Regions from separate parts of the Mus musculus genome. Here all the other regions are linked to region 1. A link is a contact called in public HiChIP or PLAC-seq and promoter capture Hi-C data. All regions are on one chromosome and are shown on one strand. Each heading gives the region's core, a stretch centred on a gene start, on an enhancer-like site or on the middle of the called end of the contact. The rest is flanking DNA. Distances are from core to core; before and after follow the strand shown. Region 1 holds the start of Ppp1r1b (protein phosphatase 1, regulatory inhibitor subunit 1B). Region 2 holds the start of Srcin1 (SRC kinase signaling inhibitor 1). Region 3 holds the start of Tns4 (tensin 4). Region 4 holds the start of Igfbp4 (insulin-like growth factor binding protein 4).

Region 1 (3,470 bases), core at 261-2,760:
GGGAAATAGAGAGAGGACCAGGTAATTGAGGCTGGAGCGGCTGCTGCCAAAGGCTGCTTAGGCCCAGGCTTCAGCCCACCCCAACCAAGCACCCCAAGACCAAGACATGCTTTGCCCACTTTTTACTGCTCTCCCTCTTCAGAGCCATTGGCATCTCAGCAACAAGTGTCCTTGCTAGGTCGAGGAGAACAGACCTCTGCCTCCGACACTCTCCCTCACACCTTTGTAGGTCTCCCAACCCTCAAGGAAGAGATGTCAGCTCACTCCCTGGGGTTGCAGTTCCAGGTCTTGAGAGCAGAGAGTAGTCAGAATAACGTTCTGGGGACACCCCACCACCACCAACAACTAGGCCTATAGGGTGAGACTGTGGCCCTCTAGACCATGAGTGGTTGAAGTGACAGCCTCAGACGCCAGAGCTGTTTGTATCTGTCCATGGGATACCACCAGGGTGATGGGGTCTCTGCGGGGAATAAATGACTAGCCTAGCGGGGCTATATAAGAGCCAAAAGGGCAGTCCCGAGAACTGATTGATAGTCTCCGGACGCTCACTGCAGGAATTCTCCCGCCCAAGATAGGCTTAAAGGTCCGGAGAAAAGTTGCTAGGAGTCTCCGGCGAACTTCCAGTCCTGTGGGGCGCCCCATTGCAGTCCAGGCTGGATCCAACATGGGACGGGACGGACTGTGCTGGGGTGGGGGAATATGTGTTGGGGGTGATACGTGGATGGGGCGCGGCCCCCTTACCATCTCCACCTGTCGGGGGTCGAGCTGGCTCGGGGGCGCGGGCACAGAGAACTGAATCTTCTTGCGGTCCTTGGGGTCCATGGCGGGCGGCTGAGCGTTCTTGGGGTGTCTGGCTGAGCCCTGCTCGGCTGTCCGGAGCTGCGGGTGGCGCGTGCTGCGCGGAGGAGGAGGAGGAGCACTGTCCCCGCACCCAGGAAAATCCCGCGCTCCACGAGGAGAACGCGCGACGGTCGGGAGGACTGAACAGCGGGGCTCGCCTGCAGCGCCGGGCTCAGCGTCCCCAGGTCAGAGCTCAGGATCCCCGCGCCTTAGCTGCGCGCCACCGGTTTGGGGCGCGGGGCTCTGGCTGCCGGCCTGAGCTATCTCGGCGGGCTGCCCTCGGCCTTGCTCTACCAGCTTCTGTCTATCCCCCACTCTGCCTTCTTCCTCTCCGCGCCTCTGCCGCTACTGGCTGCACCCCACAGGTCCCAACCCTGGGGTCCCAGCCCGTCCTCTCTGCCAGGGACTGGCGCCCAGGCGTTTGGAGGGAGGGCTTAGGGGAAAGCGGCCAATGAGCATCGAGAAGCGTGTTCTCCCGGGCTGGGAGGAGGGTGCGGAGTGGGAGCCAGGGCTAGGGGAGCGGCCCGGGGGCCCCCTGCAGTATCCCCAGAACTCGGCGTTGTATTATTAATGAAGTCCAGCGGTGACGCTAAGGGGAGGGGGCAGGGGCAGCTGCAGCCGGGACTCTGGCTTTAACCTCTTCGCCCACCCCCCCTCGGGACGTGGACTTTTAAGGGAGGCCCGTGAGGTCGAGAAGAGAGTGCCAGCATGTCACGCTGTGAATGGGGGTGTCCTAGAAAGCGAGTGTGAGAGAGGTGTGCGTGGGAGGACACCTGTCAGTCATCATCGTGGTAGGGAGTATGTGCAAGTGAATGCTAGAGGCCTGGAGTGCTGTAGCTGGGGAGGGTGGGGGTCGGTGCGGTGTGAGCGTGTGAGTCTATGTAAGTGTGTCAGAGTGTCAAAGATGCGGGTGTGAGTGGCAGCGTGTGGGAGGACTGCGTGTGTGCGGGGGAGGGTGTGGGTGTGGAGGAGGATGTCAGAGACTGTCAAGGTGATGGGCAGGCGGGTGCCAGCTTGCGGGGGGGGGGGTGGTATGCAGGAGAGGGGCTTGAGGCTGTGAATGTGAGAGCAAATTCCGGGGGGGGGGGGGAATGAGTCCCTGCCACAATGTACCCAGCATTCACGTGTCTCTTGCCTTTTCTCCGCAGCTACTGGGGGAGGGGACAGAATCAGCCCAGGGGCAGGGTTGGGGGGCTGCCTTCCCCGTACACGTGCTATCACATGTGTGGGCTTGGTGCGTTGGGGAACAGAGCTGGGGGTGTGTGATCATTCTGAGGTGCCAGTCTCTTCTACAGAGGTGTGTGTGTGTGTGTGTGTGTGTGTGTGTGATGGAGAAGAGGGGCTACTTTGTGGGTTAAGTACCCTTGTTTATCTGTCCAAGCCCTTGAGTCTCTCCGCAGGAGCTGGCACTACCCTCTCTGAGGCTGGCGAGGACTGAGTGCCTCTCTGTAGTGCCCAGAAGGGGTGTGTGTGTGGACCTGTGCCTGTCTGTGCCCTCCTGGGGTTCTGTTTGTGTTGGCTGTCCTCTCTTCTGGTCACTCTTAGGCCAGGAACAGCAGGAGCCCTCCCCACCACACCCGTAACTCCACAGGCAACTTTTCCACTCCTAGCCGGGCACTCTGGCCCCAGGGGTAGACTGAGAGGCCAATGGAGTCTTATGGAAATGAGGTCAGGGGCATGCTGTTCTGCCCCAGACTCAGTGCCCTCTGGGGGAAGAGAGAGAGAGAGAGAGAGAGAGAGAGAGAGAGAGAGAGAGAGAGAGAGAGAGAGAGAGCGCATCAGGGGCCAAGCTTTGCTCTTGGGAATAGGATGTTCTGGTGGACAGGCTCCATGTCCTCCAGCCTAGGCCTGGCCACAGTTTGTTGACTTACATATTTTCTGGGGTGCTGTCCCTGGACATGGGCATCTCTGCCAGTTCCTAGCTTGGCCCAGGACCCCTCTTCCAGATGGGGTGTGGTGAGGAATGGCAAAACCCAGCCTGTTGTTATGTTGGGAGGATCAAGAGAGTCGCTGGGCAGCCTTTAGGTCAAAGTGGGGGTAGGAGGCTGGAGTTCCCCTGCGCTGGGGTCGCTGTGAAAGGGTATGTGGTGGGTAAAGGAGGCAGAGGACAGGGATGAGGCTGCGACCCCCAATGGTACCTCAGTGCCCATTAGAAATTTCTGGGAACCACTGGTTTGTCCTAAACAACCAGGAAGGATTCTCCCCATGGTGCTAGGGAGATGGGAGCACAATTTATTCCCAAAAGATGGACTTTTGGGGACAGTGGGTGATCTTCAGTTCTTTGTCCAGCTCTGCCCGGGTGTGATGCCTCTGGATCCTCAACCCCAGAGACATGAAAGGGAGGGAGGGAAACACAGAGCAGAGGAACACAGAGCTAGGAGGGACGGAGGGTGGGGGTGGGGGGGATTGGTCACAGAGAGAGCAAAAAGAAGAGGACCCATGTGAGAGATTAAGAGACAAAGGGAAGTAGAGGGGACAATGCCTTATGACAGAAAAGCAGGAGACAGAGATGGAAAGAGAATAAAAATAGCTCCACATTAAGATAATTGCAGCTCACAGCTCTGCCCTCCGTTAGGAATTAAATGAGGTTTTATTACTTTGATTTTTCTCTCCTGGATCCTACGCGACTT
Region 2 (3,470 bases), core at 591-3,090, 770 kb after region 1:
GCCCCTTGGGTAGGGGTGATTTTGGATTGGGAAGACCCCAAAGGCAGAGGGGTCTTATAGAGCAGTGTGAAGGTCTGAAGGGAGGAGAGGTGTGTGCCAGACTCAAGGCTTAATAGCTGTGACCCCCTCCTGTGCACAAGGCCCGCTGGGTACTGATGCCTATCTTGGGCAGGCAGCCAGGTAGGGAGCTGGAAGGGTGCCCAGTGAGTGCCCAGAGGCCAAAAGATGGTCACCATCCAGTTGGCAGAGGGAGAAGCAGCTGGCCTAGAAGAGAAGTCAGGGTCTTAACTGCTTAGTGTTGTGTGCCCAGACCTTGTGTCCAGGACACAGCTCTTGGCTGCCCTCCTGAGATGACCAAATGGAGCTGAGAGTCCCCTCCCACTGCCTTGCCCTGCCACCTGAGTTAGTGGAACTGGACATTGATCTGTAAGGGGCAGTTGGGATCTTGCCCCTAGCTGGGCACGGGACTGGCTCAGAGGCAAGCAAGCCTAGGGGCGGGCAGAAAAGTAGGAGAGCCCAGATTAAGGCTGGGACTGGGTAGACCAAGAAGTGGGGAAACCGGTTTGTCATCTGGGCCACTTGGGGTGGGGTCTCCTCTCCTGAGCCCGGTCTGCCAGTCATTCTGCCAGGTGGCCTGTAGGGAAGAGATGCAGGCACTGGGTGGCATTTTCTTGACCATCTGAACTGCCTTTGGGAATGCCAGGAGTAAATAAAACGGGCAGAAAGCTCAGCCCACCTGCCTCTCTTGAAAAGAAGCTTCCGAGAGAGGGAACTGGCCACAGAACCCGAGGGAAGGAAGCAGGGAGAAGCCTGAGTTCCAAAGGTCATCGTGTGTCTGGGTCCGAGCTGGAGATGGAGAAGTTTGTATCATCCGCAGGTAGGCCCAGTAAGGTGAACCAGGGTGGGGCACTCCTCCTGGCGCACTACAAGCTGCTTTGGAGATGGCAAAGGTGTCCCCAGAAGAGGCGTGAAAAGACAGAGTCTGTGACGGCCTACTTTGGGGTCCACTTCAGAAGGGATCAGTGTCTCTTCAATCTCACGCAGTACCTGCTCACGCCTGCGGTAGGGGCAGGAATCCGAAGTAGGGGCCAGGAGGACGTCCAGCAGGGGGCGTCTGGGAGCCAGGTCCCTGGCCCAGTGGTAGCTGAGGAAGGGGGAAGGGCAGAGGTGAGGAGGCGCGACCATAGAGGGGTACGCTGCACTGGGGGTGGGGGGGGGTAGGTGTCTCGGCTCTCCAGGCGTAGAACGACTGTGGCGCTCCGAGGTCACCTTGGCTGGAGCGATCCCTGATTCTCTCGTCCCCTCCCCAGCCTCAAGCCCTGCTTCAACGAACCCGAAGTGCTTTTTTTATTTTTTGTCCCAAAGCGTTGAGGGTGCTTGGAGACCCAAAGAGTCACCTCCCCAGGTGCCTCTTTCGAGGCCACTCTGGGGTCAACGCATTTGTCTCTACCGCAGCAGGAGGACCGCTGAGGGTGGGGGAAGCAGGTGGAGTTTGGGGGGGGGGGAGGAGCGTGAGCGCGCCCCGCACCCTAGTCCGGGCGGCGCGCTGCGGGATCCGGGTGTGCTGCTGGAGGGCGCGAGGAGGCGCAGTGCCCCTTCCCTTCCCCCGCTCCCCGCCACCCCCGGCGGCCCTTTGTACCATCCGGCCACACGCGCGTGCCCGCATCGTGCGCGCTCCCGCCCGCAGTGACACACCCGCGCCGGCCGCACGCGCGCACTCGCGCGCACACACACAGAGACACACACACACACACTCGCTCTCGCACACTCGGTGACACGCCCGCGCGCGCGCGCACCCACACGCCCGGCCGCCGGCGCCCTCCCAAGCTGGTCCACCCCGGCGGGGCCCGCGCCCCCGGCCCGCCCGCCTGGCACCGCGCCCCGGGGCTGGGGCCGAGCGAGAAGCCCGCGAGGCGGCGAGAGGGCGAGCGCCAGGCAGGCCGGCCCGGGGCCCCCGCCCCCCGCGCCCCCGCCCGATGGGGAACGCTCCGTCCCAAGGCATGTCCCTGTCTCTCTCCTCCCTAATGTGCCTCCATGCTTAAGTGGAAGGTATTTCTGTTTTCTTTGTGTGTTTTCCCCTCGGCCGGGGGCGGGGGCGGCGGCCGGGCCCGGGAGGCGGCGGCCGGCCGGGCGAGGGATGCTCTGGGCGCAGGTGTTACGGGGGGCAGGGTACCGCTGCGCGCCGGGCTGGGACGGGCCAGGGAGGGAGAGCGCAGGGAGCAGAGAGGGTCTGGAGCCGGCGAAGCTGGGGACCCGGCGGGAAGGGCCTCGCGGTGCCCGGGGGGAGGGGACCTGGGGTTACAATGTAAGGGGGAGGGGTGGGTGAAGGGGGATGGCGAAGAGAGTCGGGGGGAGGGGAGGGGTCCATGCGAGGTGGAAGCTAGGGTTGTTGAAGGGGGAAGGGACAAGGGATGAATGCAAGAGAACCACATCCCGCCTCAGCTCTCAGAATGGGGTGCAGGCGCTGGGCTGGTAGTGCTGGACCCTTCGTGCCAGTCCCTCAGGGAAGCAGCGGACTGAGAGCGCTCTGGGTTTGGTTGTGTTGCCAGGATACAAAGCTGCATTCTACACCCCACCCCCTGCACCTCGAGGCCCTAGCCCTGGAGACCTCCTAGCCTCCACAGGAGTTGCAGAAACTGGGGACCTGCTCCCGGCTTGCTGGGTGGTGGGTAGGGAGGGCCCTGGAGAGGGAGGGATCGAGGGAGGGGCTTCTGGATCTTAAATCCTCCCCTTGCAGACGCAAGGGGTAAAGAAGGGCGCCCCCAGCTGGGTAGGGCGTCCGGGGTGATGTGGAGGTGGGGACTGCAGGGGGCTGGAAAAGTAGAGGGGCGGGGCTGGGGAGGGGACTCGCGTGGCCCCCCCTCCCCTCCCACGCACCCCCCTGCTACGTCAGAAGCTCCTGGGCCAGCTCCGAGTCCTGTCGGTGGGGGCAGCAGGATGCTGGTGGCAGTAGAGGGGGCCGGCCGGGTGCCTCCGCAGCTCAGCTGGCAGGGCCCTGTGGGGCGTGTGTGGCTGCTGGTGCGCGCCCCCAGCCCCACGCCTCCCCATGCAGCCCTGGCAGTGCCTCCGGCGCTTCGCCCTGGCCTGGTGGGAGAGGACCGCCGAGGGTCGCGCCCGTTCTCCCAGGGAGGAGGTTGGACCGAGGGACCCTGGGGGCCGAGGGGAGCCAGGTGAGCCGGATCAGTACCTCTTAAATGTTGCCAGATCTGTGGGCTCTGCAGACCCCAGCTTTGAGAGAAATGGGGTTCTCAGTTGGGGCTTCCCGGCTGCAGCCTCTCAGAAGGTGTTTGGGATAAAGGTGGGAAGTGAAGAAACTGTGTAGATATCAGTTGTAGGGAGGGATCGGGCTGTTCATTTGGGTAGGGTTCGTGCCCTTTGGGATGGGGTGATAAGATACCTTCCTCTTCTCTGGTCATCTTTGCTATGGGTGACCTTGAGCCAATTGCTTGGCTAACTCTGTGCCTCAGTTT
Region 3 (3,470 bases), core at 431-2,930, 740 kb before region 1:
ACTGTAATTATCTCCCAAAGCAGGAGCAATGGGACGACGGTTCACTGCAGAACGAGGGGTAAAATGGCTCGGGATGAAAGCACACCAGTTCCCTGCACTGACTTTCAGAAAACAGGCATAAGAAGGTCCCTTCATGACTGTCCATGAGGCTGGCGTTACCCTAATGCCCAAGCCAAAAGTATAACAAGGATAAGACAGTTGCACACCGATAACCCTCATGAGCACAGGAGCCAACTTCTTCCCCAAAATATTATCAAATCCAAAAAAGATGAAGCAGTCTAAGGAGATCTACCCCAGGCATGCCGATGCAAGATGGGAACCCATCACGGCGTCAGACTGAGGAAGACAGTCCTACCAAACATAGACAGGTATGTCATCCTGTTGGCAATACTGGCTGCGTCCAAAAGTGGGAGTGGAGAGAAGAGATGGGCCGCTGAAACTGAAATCAGTGTTCTGGGCTAGTTAAGCTGGAGGAAGTGGCTAAGTGTGAACCAAAAATGGTTAACTGCAGAGAGAGAAAATTTTTTTAAAAAAATCAAATCTAGGGCTTCCTACACGCTGGGCAAGCAACAACGGAGCTCCAATGGCAGAGCCATTTCTCCTCCATGTAGCCCACCCTTCCACCCAAGAAACTCAGCAGTCTTCCCTCCTACTCGCCCATAAAGCTAAAGCCTACAGACCATGTCCACCTTAGCTTGCCGCAGCTAGCCAGTTTCTTCCTTCAAGGATACATTAGGTATTCGTCAAGTCTGGCATCTGCTGCATCATATGAATACCGGAGGACGCCTTTCAATGTTACCTGTACCGCTTGACCCTAGCTTCCTCCTGTGGCAGGCGCACTGTCGCATCATGGGTCTTCAGAAACAATCCAGAAAGTAGACTGCAGAGCCCAACGGAGATGCTGAGCCACCCACTCTCAAGATCAGGCTGAAAACACTTTCCTCCAACCTGCTCAGATGGGGGTCTGAGTGTCCCTCACCCTGGCTGGACATTCCCTAACAGCATCCTAAGGAACCCCTGGCAGGGAGGAAGTCGTAGACATGGAAATAGGAGAGGATGCTTAGCAGAGCTTCCTAGGAGGGTGAATCATTGAGAAGCAGGATATCAAGCCCTAGGCAGAGCCCTCCAGGGCCTTCCACTTCTTCCCTTAGGCCAGAAGCCTTGTTCCCAGGCTGGAGGTGGCCTTACAACAGGACAGAAGGAAGAAAAGACCATGAGTGAGCCTCACAGAGGCATCCAGAGCCATAGCATAGGTCTGGGGAAGGGTTTCCTACCCACTAGCGTCCTTTACCAAGACCCAAGCTCTCCCTTCTCACTGTCTCTGCCAACCTACTGTTTCCTCCTTCCTACATAAGGTGAGAGGGAGGCCAGCGGCAGCACAACTCTGTCTAGGCATCACGGTACACGGGAGGGCCAAGTTAGGAGCTTGGGGCCCCTACACACACACACACACACACACACACACACACACACTCACTTACTCATCCCTAACCGGTGCTTGCATCCCCCACCCCTAACACACACCTCTCCCAGCCTGTTCCTGCCCCACCTGAGCAGTTAGGACACCTCTGGGGCGGGGCCAGCGACTGTCAAGGCCACGTGTAGGGCCATAGGGGAGAAGCGGGGCGGGCAGAAGGCGGGCTATTTTTAAGGCGAGTAAGGTTTGCTGGCTCCTCCTCTTGCAGTTTACCTGGCCTCAGCACAGTTCAATCCTGAGAGTCTTGAGTGGAACAGCGGCCACGAGCAGGTAGGTGTTTTACTCACTGGGTGAGGTTGGGGGAACCTAGTTCTGTCTGAGCTTAAACTAGAGCTAAGTCTGCATCCCGGGTGCACAGCTAATAGAATCCAAGGCCACGAAAGAAAAAGCTGGCCTTGGGATCTTGGACATCAGATTAGAGCCTGGATAGACCCAGGTCTCCTAACTCCTAAACAGAGCACTAAGCCAGTCTAGGAGGCTGTCCTCTGCCTGCTGCCCTAAGTGAAGCCACATGGCTTCTAGGGAGGCAAGGGACAATGAGGAAGGAGTAGGCTCAAATGATGGGTATCCTGGGCTTGTGTGGTGGGGGGAGACTGGGACTCCATCCTCTGCCTTCTCTACCTGGGCTCCTATGAGGTAAACCAGGATGACCATGAGGGCTTTCCAGCTGCCCCAGGAGTTCCCTGCCCCCCAGAGTTTTGAGGAGGGAAAGTGAAAGGAACAAGAGTTAGATTCTGAAGACGAGAAGGTAGGAGGGAGCTGTAAATAGGGCAGAGATAACTGGAATCCTTCCTAAGACACACACACACATACAATCTGAGCCCAGGCACTCCTCTCTAAGACGTAGAGCAGGGCTGGGAGGCCCTGGAGTGTATAGCCACATCTCAGAGGAGCAGACAGAGTCTGAGCCTGAGCCCAGGGGTGACTTGGGAAGGTCAAATGAGAAGGTGCAGAAGGGTTTCCTGTTCTCAGCATCTCTCCCTGAAGTTCAGTATCTGCTGGGTCCAGACAGAGAATAGAGGGTGATCCTGTGGGACATTTAGAGACAAGAGTACCTCCCACGAGATTCAGGACATACACTTGTAGCCTGGGCAAGACCCTCAGCCCTGTCAGCACTCCCCCATCAGAACTGTTGGGAAAAAGAGTGAGGGTCTGTTAATTATCAAGTCACCATCAGACAGATAAAACCTCTGAGATCTGCTCAGAGAAGGACGTATCCTTATGCACAAAGGCAGCGGCTGGGCCACCTTGAGTCCTGGTCGTGGGGAATGCTCAGCTTCAAGTACACCCTGCTCGGAGTCTCCCAGCTTCCTCTTTAGGCCTGGCAGTGAATCCTGCCAGCTGTGCCTGGCTCCTTGGACTCTTGGAGACTTTGTGGGAAAAGCTGTGTCTTGGGCTCTGTGTCCTCGGCTGCCCCCAAGGAAGGCGCTCAGAGGCCAGCACCATTCCACTGCCATTTGTAGATTTGATTCACCACATGACTTCTCCACACCAGCATGAGCGCCCCCTCCTCTTGTTCCCCACCACTACCCAACCCCCCCCCCCTGCTTCCAGGACCCAGCCAAGAAGTCTGATAACAAAGCCATAGGCACCTGGGGCGGGGCAGGGGGGGTTCCAGACACGCCTGGCTTTTTGTCATTAGGCATACCATGGCCCTATCTCTGTGTCCCCTCTGCCTTTAAACTCTGTGTAGCTGAAGGAGTTAAGATTACAAACGGTCCAAGGCCTAGATTTGAATCTCAAATATGAAGCCTCTTGGGGTTTTGTGGGTTATTTGATTGCTTGGTTGGGGGATGAGGGATGGGGGAATTGAGACAGGGACTCATCTATCTCAAGGTAGCCTTGAACTTGCTATGTAGCTCCTCCTCCTGCCTGTACATCTCTAGTGCTGCAATTACAGGTGTGTGCACCACCCCCAACCCCTGGTGCTTTCTTGACTTCTGTGAGTCTCGGTATCTTCAGGGGCAAAATGGACTGAGACCAACCAGAGGCT
Region 4 (3,470 bases), core at 610-3,109, 690 kb before region 1:
AGTCAGGGAGACAGTGAAAGGCAGAACACGCAGAAGGAGTCACTGTCAGGACATCAAAAGAGCGAGAGCGTCTGAGATGGAAGTGGAAGGACTGCAGAAAACCAAACGAAGTCAGAGCAAGAGAAGGAAACTAGTCAGGCTCAAGGAGACCGAGAAAAAGAGAAGTCGGGGCTGTTTGGTGAAACTGGAAGTTGAGAGATACGGCAGGAAATAGCAGACGGACAAGAGAAAGGTTCCAAGAAGAAACGGAGAAAGGTCCACCGACAAGTGGACAAAGGAGAAGGAATAAATGCAAGATCTGTCTGTCTAGCCCTCCTCTCTTCTCAGTCCCATATACCCAAGGGGTCTGCAACTCGGGACCAGCAACCAGCATTTCCCTCCAACCCCCTCAGATGGCACCTGCCAGAAGGAAGGAGCAAGAAACCTGGATGTGCCAACCTGGCAGAAAGAGCCCTGCCTTCTCTTCCTTTGCTTTCTGAGCCTTTGGGGGAAGTCCAAGTCGCATGTTCTTTACCCCAGAGGTTCTTCTGAATTGTATGTCCCACTTCACCCCAGGGTGATGAGTGAAAGGCCCAGCCCCTGGCTCCTCACACCTCTCACCTGAGACTGGGTGTGTGGATCAGGCTCTGGATCAGGAACAGAAAGGAACCGTCCCAACACACACACACACACACACACACACACACACACACACACTGCCTCCCGCTCGAATACACATACCATCCTTATCACACAAACGTGCACAAGCACACCATCCTTATCACCCCCACAGACACTTGCACACACGTATGCACATGCGCATGTACACACACACCATCCTTATCACCCCCCACAGACACATGCACACACGTATGCACATGTGCATGTACACACACACACACACACACACACACACACACACGCACGCACACCTTATCATCGCAGTCATCTAACTCTAGATGACAAATGTAACTGAATCAGGTCATTTAACTTACCTCAGGAGCCAGGCTTACCACTGAGGCCAAGGCCCCTCTTCCCAAAGAAGTACTTAGGAGGTTTGAGATGAAGAGGTGGGGTAGGTTTCCCTCGACCAGTGGCAACTGGTGCTGGGATTAAATGCCAGCATTCTTGGCTGTTTCTAAGCTCTGCCACGTACCTCCCTTCTCCTCAACTCACAGGGGGCATTGACGGGCCTTCCAGGCCAGCCAGAATGGGAACTAAGTTGCAGGGAGGAGGGTGTTTGGGAAATGTGGCCGAGGGAAGGTAGGTGTACCTTACCAGAGGTCTGCAGGCTTTCCTGGATGGCTTCGATTTCCGACAGCTCCGTGCACACGCCTTGCCCGTGCATCAATGTACGCAGGGGCTTCTCCACCCCCCGGGGAGGGTAGCAGCGCATGCCTGAGCCACAGCGTGGGGTGTACACCCCGCAGGGCATCCCCAAGCCCAGGGCGCAAGTGGCGCAACAACCGCAGCCTGGCTCCCGCACCAACTCCTCGCAACCCACGGGGGGGCGGCAGCGCGCCAGCTTCTCCTCGGAGCAAGGGGGGCAGTGGATGGCTTCGTCGCCCAGGCTCGGCCGAGGCCCTGCGGCCAGCAGCAGGGCGGCCACGAGGCCGAAGGGCAGCATGGCGAGGACGAGGGTGGGGCGCAGGAGGGGAGCGCGGGCTCGCGAGCGGGCTGCAAGGGACCCGGAGGCAGCGCCCAGAGAGCTTAGAGAACCAGACCCGGAGGGCGCAGGGACACGGGGCGACCCCGGCAGGCAGAGACGGAGCCGGGGAAGTTAGCAAGCACGCTGGAGCAGAGCGAGCCTGGCCACCGAGGCGCTGCGCTGCATCCTCGGCCGGCCCAGCAGGCGGCGGGGGGCAGGGGGCTGAGCGGCTGCCCGGGACCGGCTCCCGGGACTTTATACCGGCCCCCTGGCCACACCCCCAGCGCCGTCCCCGAGGTGGGAGAGCAGGGGAGGGCGAGGGGGAACTGGAGCAATGGAGCGGGAGAAGAGGCCGTTAGGGGGGAGGGGGCGCTGGCCTGAGTCGCCGCCACCGCTACAACATCTGAAAGTCCTTTGCCCCGCCGAAGAAAGCGACGCAGTTTGGAAGCGGTGGCCTGCGCGCGGAGAGCCTCTGAGCTGGACCCTGAAGAGGAAGCAGGGCGAGGGGAAACGAAGGGGATGTTGCTTTGCCCCCCTCCCTCGACCTCGAAGGAGTCCTTCCCAGACACCTAGGAGATCCTCCTGCTGCCACAGAAAACCTGACCTCATAGCGGATTCAAGATTCTCTTGTTCAGTTCCCATCCCTGGCCAGAGTCCTCCGGTCACCCCCACCCACCCCCCGGGTATGTCCAGTCAACCTCTAGAGACCGCGCTAAAGTGGGACAAGGCGACTAAGCACTCTGTAAAGGGTCCAGGAGAGTTCTGGCCTCAAGGTGCTAATAGGCAGTCTTCTCACTTGCCCCTGAACCCCTGTCGCTTGACCCCCGCCCCTGGTTCCATTTGGGCCTTGCTGCACTCTGCTTCCAGAACTCCAGAACAAAGTGCCAAGCCTCTTCCTCCTTCCTAGATGTTGTTCCCTCTACCGCCCTGCTTAGATTCTGGAAGGAGACTGCCATTGGCTTTGTACAAGATGTGAGTCGAACAACTCCAGGGGGCTCCACTTCATGTACTCATTGTGTGTTTGCATAGTTACTGCAACAGTTTCCCAGTAGATGGCAGTCAAAGATTTCCAGAAAGAGAAGCGGCCTTTTAATTTTCCCGACGCCACTTTGCCCCTGGGTGATAAAGGGATTATTGATAAATATATCCCTTCCCCTCGCAGCAATTCTGTTGGAAACGGGAATTGATCTAGAGTCGCGTTTGGAGGAGAGACCCACCTCCTACCACCTTCTTTTTCATTTCTCCCTACGCCTCCTCATCCTCCCCAACCAAGGAGTTCGCTTCTTGTGTCTGTCCAGGCACAGTCGGAGGACCGAAGGATTTTGCGGGTGGATGGGGTCCGGAAGGGTTGGGCTAAACATCCAAGGAGCAACCAACCTAAAGATTTCCTAGACCTCTTCCGGTTCTTTGTCCCAGAGTCGGGGTCTTTCAGCCTCGGAGGAATTAGGCCACCTCCCACTTTCTGCACCGCAGACTGTTGGCGCGGTTGGAGGGAGAAAGGCACCAAGACCCGGACCTGGAAGACTGATCAAAAAGTTGCGAACTGACGGCACCTACTGGCAACCTCTAAGACTGCAGGAGGGTTGAAGTGATAGGATTCCTTCCCTCAGTCCCATCGCAAGGATAAAGTTGGGTCTCTCCTGTCTCATCTGCCATAGAGAAAAGTGAACAGAACGGGTTCTTGAAGCTCCTGGGGGAAGACAGCGGGTTTTTTGTTTTTGCTTCTGTTTTGTTTTGTTTTTGATTCGGAAGCCAGTCCCTGCCCCCATCCTCGTCCTTAAACCCAGTCAGCCTTATACTTAATGCACCAAGTTGAAGTTGGTGTCTAGCTAAAAGGAAGCCT

The links. Promoter capture Hi-C pulls out the DNA fragments that hold promoters and counts their contacts. HiChIP or PLAC-seq counts read pairs in DNA pulled down with a chosen protein or histone mark.
Region 2: a FOXA1 HiChIP or PLAC-seq map of pancreatic cancer cells shows a contact between it and region 1. The contact joins the promoter of Srcin1 here to the promoter of Ppp1r1b in region 1.
Region 3: a FOXA1 HiChIP or PLAC-seq map of pancreatic cancer cells shows a contact between it and region 1. The contact joins the promoter of Tns4 here to the promoter of Ppp1r1b in region 1. A contact is called at or near these places in 1 of 39 promoter capture datasets (liver) and 1 of 115 datasets of contacts at active chromatin or transcription factors (pancreatic cancer cells).
Region 4: a contact with region 1 is called in a promoter capture Hi-C map of liver, with 4 times the contacts expected there. The contact joins the promoter of Igfbp4 here to the promoter of Ppp1r1b in region 1.

The regions. Positions count from the first base shown.
Region 1 is chr11:98,346,446-98,349,915 of GRCm38.p6, reverse strand. Ppp1r1b (protein phosphatase 1, regulatory inhibitor subunit 1B) reads right to left here and starts at 1,510. Exons shown (of 7, transcript NM_144828.2): 1 at 742-1,510. The coding sequence starts at 822.
Region 2 is chr11:97,573,496-97,576,965 of GRCm38.p6, reverse strand. It overlaps Srcin1 (SRC kinase signaling inhibitor 1), which reads left to right and starts at 1,840. Exons shown (of 20, transcript NM_018873.2): 1 at 1,840-1,998. The coding sequence starts at 1,977.
Region 3 is chr11:99,087,516-99,090,985 of GRCm38.p6, reverse strand. Tns4 (tensin 4) reads left to right here and starts at 1,680. Exons shown (of 13, transcript NM_172564.3): 1 at 1,680-1,747.
Region 4 is chr11:99,039,633-99,043,102 of GRCm38.p6, reverse strand. It overlaps Igfbp4 (insulin-like growth factor binding protein 4), which reads right to left and starts at 1,859. Exons shown (of 4, transcript NM_010517.4): 1 at 1,258-1,859. The coding sequence starts at 1,606.